Linked DNA regions of Mus musculus: region 2 is linked to region 1. A link is a contact called in public HiChIP or PLAC-seq data. All regions are on one chromosome and are shown on one strand. Each heading gives the region's core, a stretch centred on a gene start, on an enhancer-like site or on the middle of the called end of the contact. The rest is flanking DNA. Distances are from core to core; before and after follow the strand shown.

Evidence for each region. HiChIP or PLAC-seq counts read pairs in DNA pulled down with a chosen protein or histone mark.
Region 2: a contact with region 1 is called in a CTCF HiChIP or PLAC-seq map of pro-B cells, with 7 times the contacts expected there. The contact joins two enhancer-like sites. A contact is called at or near these places in 1 of 39 promoter capture datasets (the C10 cell line), 3 of 15 datasets of contacts at CTCF or cohesin (the NIH/3T3 cell line, large pre-B cells and pro-B cells), 6 of 484 Hi-C or Micro-C datasets (B cells, centrocytes, cerebral cortex and 1 more), 3 of 115 datasets of contacts at active chromatin or transcription factors (embryonic stem cells and large pre-B cells) and 1 of 9 other capture datasets (embryonic stem cells).

Annotation. Positions count from the first base shown.
Region 1 is chr12:16,135,069-16,140,542 of GRCm38.p6, reverse strand. No RefSeq gene overlaps it. Among named protein-coding and RNA genes, the nearest start is that of Gm48606, 94 kb to the left of the region's middle. Within about 2 kb of position 4,067, at least 66 of the 459 cell types and tissues checked have an H3K27ac peak or open chromatin away from gene starts, as enhancers often do. A contact at or near this core is called in pro-B cells, where this site is marked.
Region 2 is chr12:16,507,579-16,512,976 of GRCm38.p6, reverse strand. No RefSeq gene overlaps it. Among named protein-coding and RNA genes, the nearest start is that of Lpin1, 79 kb to the left of the region's middle. Within about 2 kb of position 3,411, at least 69 of the 459 cell types and tissues checked have an H3K27ac peak or open chromatin away from gene starts, as enhancers often do. A contact at or near this core is called in pro-B cells, where this site is marked.

The sequences.
Region 1 (5,474 bases), core at 2,818-5,317:
CATCATCTCCAGTTTTATTGTTCTCTTCCTCCTCAGGCACAAAGGAACTCAAGCATTGAATTGCTTCATCATCCTGGATACTAAAAGTTTGATTTCAGAAGTTCTTAAAGTGAGTCCATATCCAACTTCTGGCAGCATCTGCTGCAGGCATGCTTGGGGGCCATTCATTCCCTCCTCTATCCTTTCCCAGCTCCATCCACAGCATCATTTAATTAAGCCTCACTGAGCGGAATTCAGGCTACATGCTTTATGTGTTATGATGTCATTTACTCCTGACAGTAATTTAGTACACTCAATAATATCGTACCCATTTTCTGAGTGAAAAAAAAAAACTGAGGCTGAACAAAGGTGAAACCCCTGGCCAACCATGGAGCAAAGAAATGATGGAGTCCAGATGTGAGCAGAGGTTGTGTCCTGATTACAGGACCTCAGGCCACCTTTTCACTTAGATTGGATGGGAGTTCTACTTGACCATAAAATTTGGTGAAACGATCATCTTGCCCCATCCCCTCCCACCCCAAGCAATATTGTGTGGTGACATGCTGTCTGCTAGCATTATGCCTTTAGTGACATCTTAGGACAGCTTCTGCATCCTATGCATAACTCAGGCACTAGCACCAGCAGTTAAAATGCTTCTTTTCCAATAAAGATTATGGGGACTGGCAAGCAAATTGTTTCTTCCTTCCAAATTCAAGACACAAAGGTAAGCTGACTCTGGGCTAAGGCAGGGCCTTCCTCCTCTCCATATGTCTGACCAGGAATATTAGCATCATTGAGCAGAATTCTGGCTGTGGCTCTGTAGTCATGAAGGAGCAGACAGCTGTGGGGTCAGAGGAGCAGGAGAGGGGTGGCTCGAATGCAAGGAGGTAGGAGCACCATGCCTGGAGACGGAGCCTGGAACAGTGACATGTGACCCCCATATGAGTCAGCTCCTGCTCAGGTAATGAGAATCCAATGAGACGTAAACTCATTGCAGAAAACACGCGGGACAAATTCATCATTGATGTGGCTATTTTGGGAGATGAAAGAGAGCTTGAAAAGAAGAGGGACACGTTAAAAGTATTCCAGCTGAGTGGGCCTGATAGGAAACGAACATTTCCCTTCATGACTCAACAGTGAGAATCAAAAGCATCCCTATCTTTTAAGTCCCAAGCCCAGCAGGGCCAGGTGCTGGGTGTAGATGTTGCCAGCCCTTTGCTCCCTGGATATGAAGATTGTGATCTGGGTCTGTGGCAATTTGCAGCTTTATTTCACTGTTACTAAGAGGAAGCAGGTTCCATGTGCAGCCTCTGGAGCTGACAGTGGTGATTCCCCTGAGGGCCCCCCTGAACATCCCAGTACGTGCTCTGTGAAGACAGGCATGGCTGTTAGATACTGCGCTTCTCCAACAGTGAGTGCACATGTCCTTTCCCTGTCACTTGCAGAGGACTCTGAATAGAGTAGTAACCAGCTGAGGAGGAGATGGGGCACAGGAGAGGATCTACTGACTTTGATGAGATGTGTCAGGTATGGATGTTCCTGGATGCTCTACTCACTTGTAGTTCCTCATTGGAACCCTCAGCTGGTCTATCTGCAAAGCATCTATCCACCCCTACCCACCAAGTAGAAAAGATGCCCCCACTCCTGATTCCTTCTGTTGTGGTTTCTACCTTTACCTCTATATGCCCCTTCTTCTGACTTCTGATATTAACTGTTCATCAGATCAACTCCTCCTTCCTGGGGGCTTAGGTCACTGCTGTGTTGTCTATGTCCACACCCCTTCATTTTTGTTGAGGCTTTGCTTGTGCAAATACTTGTCCACTGGTTTCACTTTTTTCTTAGTTACTTAATTAAGAGTAAACTTTCCTAGTAAGAAGATGCCTGGTGGTTAATAGCTCTTGCAGAAGGCCTAAATTCAGTTCTCAGCACCCACACTGGTCAGCTGGCACTGCTGTAACTTGAGTTTCAGAGGATCTAATGTCTTCGTCTGGCCTCCATTAGCACCTGCCCACAGATGCCCATGTACCCACATATATATTAGAAGAAGAATAGACACCCAGCAAACTATCCTATCTTGTCATCCTATCATCAGGAATAGTCTAAAGGTTCTCAGACTCCTTTAGGAAGCTTACATGTTCACTCTGAAAAACATCTTAACACCACCAAAGTGTCTCTAGTTATGTCCTCTCTGAGCCTAGAAAAATAAGAATGACTTATTGCTGGTCTAAAACAATACAAAAAATTGACCCTTGGAGTGCATTAATGGATAGGAAGTCTAATGAAAAGTTCAAAGCCATTTCTTTCTGCTCTTTGTGAACATTTATTGAGTCTCTCTATCTATTGGACCTCAATTGATTTTGTAACGTATGCAGTGATGAGCAAATTAGACATGTGTGTGACCTTTGTAATACTTACTGTCGGTGAGGGAAGCTGTCAAGCAATCAACCCATTCGAAACATTTGGAAGAAATGTAAAGGTTATTAGAGAGATTTAAAAGGGGAAGTGGATGTGGCAAACCTAGTCTTAAGAATCTTAGAAAATTAAGACCTGGGGCATGGGCAGGAAGTCACTAGGTTAGGGACAGAAGTAAATGCATCAGGTGGCAGAAACTATGGGTGTCAAAAGCCATGTCACTAGAAACAGCAGGGCTTTGCTCAGGGGTCAGAAAGGAGATGGTCTGACTAGAGGATAAGCAGCTCTTTTAAAGGCTGGTTCTTGACTGACATTAGGAGAATCATCTGGAATGCAGGCCAAGTAGCTGATTCTTAGCTCTGATTATTACATCAGAGTCACTAGGGATGGGACCTCTCATAGACTGATTGGAAATACGGATGTCTTTCCCCCCACTTTTTATATAGCCTATGACATTTGTAATATAATGTTGTAGCTCTTCTCATCAGTAGATGTAGTAGGCTCTTCCCATTCTTTGATCTGGGCTGGTCATGTTATTTTCTGTTCTACTTGGCTTTACCTGTCAATTTAATACAACCTAGAGTTATCTGGAAAGAGAATCTCATTTGAGAAATTGCTTTCATCATGTTGGTCAGAAGGAATACATGTGGGAGAGTATCTTGATTGTTAATGACTTAGGATGGCCCAACCCACTGTGGATGGCACTATTCCTTAGGAAGGAGTTCCTGGATTGTATCAAAGAAGAGAGAACTAGAGCCAGTAAAAAAGCATACAAAAGGATGGATTGATTTTTCTCTGCCCTTAATTGGTGACTAGCTACTTTGAATTCCTGCTTCATCTTTCCTTGATGATGGAATATAACCTGGACTTGTAGTCTAAAAAACCCTTTCCATTCTTTGATATTTTTGTAGATGCTTTATCACAGTAACAGAATCTCTGGGCAGTAGAATGAAGGGAGATGTTGCCAATAGTAATTAAAAACCAAAATGCATAGCATTCTTCTGTGTCCTTTCTTCAAAATTGCTGATAATCTAAAAAGAAAAACAGAACATCCCACTACAGAATACTTGACAATATCAGGGAGGACCCCATTATCTCTCTAAGGACATCCTTGCCAGAATCCTAGCAAACCAGTCTCTGGCATTTGAGACCACCAAGGTCATCAAAGCTGTTTCTTGACCCATACCTGACCATGGAATATTCATAAGTCTAGAGATCAATGGCACAAAGTATTAATCATGCAATCAGCAATATTAATTAAGCTATTAACCTTGAAGTGGCTTGTTTTGTGTCTGGAGAGAAGAATATGGGCTAAGGGTGTTCTGAGCATTGGGGGAAGGTCAAGCCTAGTAGGATTTTTCAGGCATGATGGTGGATTTGGAACTCTAACCTAAGGAGCATGAGATGCTCCTAAAATGATCTAAGCATGCAGTGACACAATTAGGCTGGTGTTGTAGGCAGACCAACTTGGCTTTTCCCTTGAGAGTCAGTGGTGAGGGCAGAGGTTCAGAACCAACCACAGGAGCCTACATGGTCAGGTTTTGTTTTCTTTTAAATGTATACACTGTGCTTCAGATCTGTCTGAAAAGATAAAGACAGCTGCTCAGGTCCTGGCTGCAAGCCGACAGGGAACTGAAAGGGGCGAAGCTTAAGCATCACAGCACTGCTGTGGTGTGCTCTCCTGGGGTCACAGCAACGTAGAGATATGCATGGCCTTGTCACGGCCATGTAGAGATATGCATGGCCTTAAGGGTGGGGGTGGGGTAGGGCTGGAGGATTCTGTTCGCTTGATGACAGGGGTGGGAGAGGGTGTGGGGTGGAGGGGAGGGATGCCATTAAGGAAGGTACACAGCATGGGGTGCTGCCACAAGGCAAAGCATGAAGTGTAGGACAGATGAAAAGATAAGAATGCAGGCAAGAAGGGGCCAGGTTCTAAAGGATTTGACTGGCACCTGCTGAGACAACACTGCAGGCCAAAATCCTAAAGGAACTGAATTCCAGAGGTTCCCAGTACCAGGCACACAAGTGAATTTGTGAATTAAAAAGGAGAAGTTGAAAAGGTCAGAGCCCCACCCTGGAAGCTTGCATGACAGGTGTCACCCCAGAGGTCTGACTTTTTGCTATTCTGAACACTGGGGGCAGGACAAAGAAACCACCAGTAGCCACAAAGATCTCTTAGATTATTAACTTTGATCCCAGAATCTTAAAGGAGTCTCAGCCCTCAGCTACTCCAGACAATCTTCCGGAGGCAGCAGTCAGCAAGACAAGAAGAGAACATTTTTGTCACAGCACGCCCCCCACCCTCCACCCTGGAGTGTCTGATATCCCCTGCTGCCAGTCTCCAGCTGTCTGTCTAGACTAAGCACAGATTGGACCTGTGAGGTACTGAACACTGTGATCCAGGCCCACTCACTCCTGCCTGACTGCAGGGTGAACGTTCAAGAACAGAATCCAGGCTAGAGAGACGCTTAGGGAAAACTCTCCCCCACCAGGAGTCTTTCAGCATTTGCCACAAAACATGAGCAGAATTTGGATGGAGAATTGGGGCAGAGGCCTTCTTTTTCTTCTCACGATATCTTTAGGTATTTGCAATAAACTATGCTCATCTCTGTTCACTGCAGTGCCTCATCTACAGATGTACACAGGACCATGGAGCTTAGAAGAACCTTGATTCCATACCAGAAATGACCACTTCTCTCTCTCTCTCTCTCTCTCTCTCCCTCCCCCTCCCCCCCACCTCTGTCTGTTCTCTCTCTGTTTCATGCATGCCCACACTCACAGGACCTGCTCCAGTATAAGACCTTGGGAAATTAAAAAATCTCCATGAATGGTAACTTTTTGTTTTCTTTTGTTTTGTTTTTGTTTTGTTTTTGAGACAGGGTTTCTCTGTATAGCCCTGGCTGTCCTGGAACTCACTCTGTAGACCAGGCTGGCCTTGAACTCAGAAGTCAGCCTGCCTCTGCCTCCCAAGTGCTGGGATTAAAGGCGTGTGCCACCACTCCAGCATTTTTTTTTTTTTTTGGTTGAATGGTAACTTTTCAAAGACCAGTTATCTAAATGAATGAGAAATGAACAGTTTCTTT
Region 2 (5,398 bases), core at 2,162-4,661, 370 kb before region 1:
TCAGAAACCTGGCCTGTAATGGCTATGCCTTCAGAGCCTCACCTTATATGTATAGCAGCTGTGCGTCTCAACTCTCTGCTTGCAATATGACTTTTTTTTTTAAATAGGACTTGTTAACCTCATATCATACATATAGATGTTTCTCAGTGTACAGTGGGTTTCATCCTTATATAACTATTGCTTGAAAATCTTCCCAGTTAAATGCATTAAATGTTCCTAACCTCTGGAGAATCACAGCCAAGCAGCTCAGTCCACCATAGAACACGTGGTTTTTTCTCTTGATCTTAGGGTTGGCTTGGAACTGGGGCTCCCTGCTCCTGCCCCTGCCCCTATCCCTGCCCAACATTGAGAGTGCTTCTTATCACATCTCACAAGCCTGGAAAATAATGAATGCAAAAGTCCGAGTGCACTACTAAATGCACATCACTTTTGTATCATCGGGTCTTAGATACTACCTGTCATTTTTATTTTTCTTTAAAAATCTTTTTTTTGACAATTTTGAACATCTACACATTAATCATGTCTATTCCCTAGGCTCTGTCTCATTTTTCCGGAGAAACCCTCAGCCACTTTCCAACATGCATGCCTCCCGCTATCTTCATATCTTCCCTTACCCTTTCTAGAACCCACTGAGTCCAGCTAGTGCTGCCTGCTGGAACACTGACTGCTCTTGTTGGCCTGATCTTGAACAGGTCTCGTACAGGTAACCGTAGATGAAGAGAGTTCATAGGTACAATAGCTACATCATGTCCAGAACACAGCATTTCACTGCACGCCGACTCTTCCATCAGTTCTTATATTCTTCCTATCGTCTCTTCTGTAGTGTTGCAGAACTTTGTCTTGGGTGGGGTATGGTGTGGATATAGGTGTCCCATTAATAGCGGAGTGACTTCATTAGTTCCAACTCTGCACTAACTGTGTCTACTATAGAAGAAGCGTCTCTGGACAAGGTCGAGGGCAACACTGACCCATCCATCTTAAGGGCACACACACAAATATTATGAGGAAGTTTGATGACACGTACATTCTGTAACACAGCAGTGGTGGGTTCCCCCTTAGGACCTGTGACCTTCCAAGCCATGGGGCTTTGGGCCAGGTTTATAGAGGCAGGCATGAATTCCTTCCTCTGTACCTGGCTCAGCTCTAATCAGAAAGTGGTTGGTTACCCCCATAACTTTCATGCCACTATTGTGCCAGTGGGTATGGCTTGCCTGGCAGGTTGGTCTTGCAGCCTTCAGGGTTCACTTCTGAGTGGTAGATCAATGGCTTTTCCCTCTCAGTTTGTATGTCATTGTTTTGTTTGCTCATTTGTTTGTTTTTGTCTGTTTTCAAGTTACCTGTGGCCAGATGATTTTATTCATTTTTGTTTCTGCTGGAACTCCCTTGCCTAGGACAGAAGACCTGATACCCAGCAGCCACACACACCCTGATCCTTTTTTTTTACTGGATCAGAAATTGAAGAATACAGGTGCAAACACCTCTACCATAGCTGGGATTTTGCTCTGTAGAAGGGAGTTCCTGTATGTGTCTGGGTTGTGTTTTCTATTGGAAATCATGCATCGGGAGTCTCCTGTTTCTCTGTATCCACAGGATGAAGTGTCTTTGGGCTCATAACATGAGGTATTTCTGAGACAGCCAGGATAGAGCTGGCCCAGAGAGCAGGACAAGCAATTGCTAGGCTGAAACTTGGTCTAACAGGTGGCACAATAGGGTCTTGCCTTTATGCCTTTTCGGAGGTCTATTAAAATAAGTAGCACACTTACTGTCAACCTTAACTGCCTGGGGAACTGCCTTTTGGTCCAGATACGGGCAGTTCTGTCCCCTGTTCCCTGTGATGTGCCTAGGATAAGACAGGCAGTGTCTTGTGGTCTGCAGGGCACACAGTATGAGTGATTAGTGAGCAAATAACATATACACATGCAGCCTTCTTCTCTGCTATGTCCGTTTGAATACATGAAGGAACCCACAAATCCTAAAGCAGAGTTAATGTCATTCATCGGCATGACTACAAGTTGGAAAGAAGTCATTTAGAGTGCAAGAAGAGGGTCAGCCTATCTTCTTGGCCTCCTGCCCTCATGAAGCAGTGCAGGGGGCAGGCTCATTGCACTACAAGGCTGGAGAGAGCCCTGATGCTCACTGGCAAGCAGCATGTTCTTGGGCCACTGGTTTTCCCTCTTGGAGCTTCTCTCTTTCTCTGTCAGAAAAGGATGCAAATGTTTGCCCAGGAGCAGCTAAAGCCACAGGTGTGTTGTTGCTGACGCTTGGCAATGTTTGGTGTCTTCTTCCCTTCCTGGAGGGGCCATTGCAATGGAAGTCTTGGAGTCTTAGGACAGAGGTGAAAATCTCAGGTCAGTAGTTATTTCCATTGTAGTTTGACAACCTGAAATTACTCAGGAAGAGGGATTAATGAGAAAACTTATTGAGATCAATTACTGGGGTACTTGGACTGTGGTCATATCTTTGGGAATTGTCTTGATTGCTAATTGAGGTGGGCAGGTGTCTTAGACACTGTCCTATTGCTGTGAAAAGACACCATGACCAAGGCAGTGGCCGTGGTTTTGGCTGTGTGCAGAAGGACCAACATGATGGAAGGCACTGGGTGAAGGGAGGCGGGTGGGGAGGAGATTGGCTGGAGGGGTTGGTACAGCCAAACAGAGGCAAGGTAGGCTCAAATATCACAGGACTTTTGAGACAATGAGGGTCTTGCTCCCAGCCAGGAGACAATGAAGCAGCTGGAATAAAGTATTACACTCTCAATGCTCCTTCACAGCTTTAGTGGTGGTCTGTTACCTGTCACCTCAGACTGGTTCAAGGGTCTTTGAAGTGTGAAACCAGCTTAGCCAGCTTGATTTGTTCTTTCTCCTTTCTTTAACTTGTCTAGGATAGCCGAGTGCAGGGCAGGGGTCAGAAAGGAGTGAAATCAGCCCTGAACTTTGAAATGTTTGTCATGCTGTAGATGAAAAAGGCACAGGGGTGGCTATGCCCCGGGCATCCTGAGAGCCGCCTGCTGCTGCAGCTACTGTTCACATCTCTGCATTCACTTTTGCCTCTTTTGCTGGATTCTTACAGCTGTATGACAAAAGAACCAGTTACTCAAGCCACATTCAACCACTCACAAGGCAAGCGATGTTGCAGGAAGACTTTCAGCTACTGAATTTAGGATAAGGAGTGGTACTCTTAGCGGCAATCAGTGTGCACATTCTTGCTCTTGGCAGACTAACTATGGCCTTTGAACCCTGGATTCTCATTGTAGAATAATTGCTATGTGTCGGGAGACCACGCTCAGGGGAGGCAGAGCTGGCTCCCTACAGTGAGAAAGGCTCTGTTTCCCTTTGCATACATACCCACTTCTAAGAAACAGCCTTCTTCAAAAGGTATGAGTGGTTCTTTTGATTACCAGTAGATGGCGCCCAACACCCCCGTGGGAACTAAGGTCGTGGCTTCCTGTGTCTCTCCACTCCCCCGCCCCCGCGGCCTCGCCCCCATTCAGCCCCATCTTCTCCTTCTTGGGAGGGGCCTGTCCTTTCAGGTCCCAGGCAGAAAGTCACATAAAACAATTTGTGTCAGTCAGCAGATTCCTTGAAGATCGAACTGAATGATGAATGCAGGGTTGGAGGGCTCTTTTGACCTCTTTTTCTCTCTCTTTGTTTCCTGTGAATGCCTCATGGGCTGCCTACTGGCTTTGCACAGAGGACTCCTGGACTCCTTTGTGACTTTAGACCTTTCCCAAATGTTTCCCGACTGCTTCTCCTCCAGGTTCTTTCTAGCCAAGGAAAGACATTCAGAGAACACACCCTCAGCCATGCATACTCTCTACAAGCGCTCTCTCCCCCAGCTCCAAGCCCGAAGAACTCCTGGCCTTTCGGACAGAAACCTACTTTTTGTCTGTGGCCTCTACTGAGGATCTGTCTGCTCTGATTTTCAAGTAAAGAAAGCTTTGCCCAGCAGGGAAATGGGTCTTGACTTCAGACCCGATTTTCCCAAGGGCCAAGCAAGTCTCTTGGAAAGGCCAGTATCACCATGCCTTTTCTCTTTCTGACCACAGATGGACTGTCATAATATTTTTAACTTTGCTGGCTCTTTACTTCCCACTTTTGTTTTGCAGGTATCCTGTGCTGGTCCCAATGGGACACTCTGACCTATTGACTCAGTATTCAGTATCAGGACTGTAGTTGGTATTTAAAAAATAGGGCAGATGTTCCAAAAATGTGTTAGCCATGGCATAAGAAAGTATCTTTAAGACTTAGAGACAGATTAGCCAGTAAAGTGCTTGTCTTATAAGCACAAGGAACTATATTTTACCCCCAGAACTCATGGGAAAAGAAGCAGGGCTTGGTGGCTCTTGCTTCTAATACCAGCATTGGGGTGGCAGAAAAAGGTTCTGTCTCACTGGGGTTCATTGTCTAACTAGTCTAACCTACTTGGCAAGTTCCAGTGAACTACCCTGTCTCAAAACAAAACAAAACAAAACAAAACAAAACACAACAAAACCCCCAAACAACTAAACAACCAAAAAATCCCCAAAACAAACAAGGGGAGAGAGTATCTGAGAAATGATACCCGAGGTTGCACATGTAAATGCACATGCACACGCAATGCACACATGTGTGCCTGTGTACAAATAAACACACATCACAGCCATACATAAGAAAGTGACATTTCCTTCCACCCATCCCCCATCCTCTATGCCAGACAATAGGACTTCTCTTAGTATATACACAGAAACATGCAAAAATGGACTTTGTCCTCCAGGAGCCTCTGGCCAAAGGTGGAGTAGGGGGGTAAGAAAACAGACACAGAAATTCCCAGGTGAGACACACTGTAGATCTATGAAGCCTGGAGCTAAAAGGTGACATAAGAGTGGCCTGCTCCTTGTCATTCAGCAACCATATTGGGCTTTCCTGATCCCTAAAGTGTTAAGTCTCACGGTTCTGGAAGTCTTGGTTTCTAGAGGGCACTTGTAACCATCAGGTAATGTGAGTCCATCAACCCCGAGGGTTGCAGCTCCTTCCAGGTTGTACTGGGTTCCTTGTGAAGAGCCATTCCAGGAGTGGCTGTCCTGGGAGGAGTTATGGGCCCTGCTCCTCAGGAAGAAAGACAAGCTATACTGCTTCATGATGCTTCCCAATGGAGAGTGGGGTAGAAAGAGGTTTGTCATTGAGGTGGCCCTCTGGGCATCCCTGACACTCAGTTTTAAGTAAATGGGTAAGTTCCACAGCGGTAGCTAATAAGGATGCAACGAGCCCTGCTTGTCAGGTGCAGGGTCTTGGTCTCCCAAGTGCTTCAGCCTGGGAAGAACAGGGCCAGCTCTCCTGACTGCTGCAGGTAGTGAGGGGCCGTCATGGAGTGTCACCCTTGCACACACACCACCTCGTGGCAGACAGATGAGTGGCAGGGC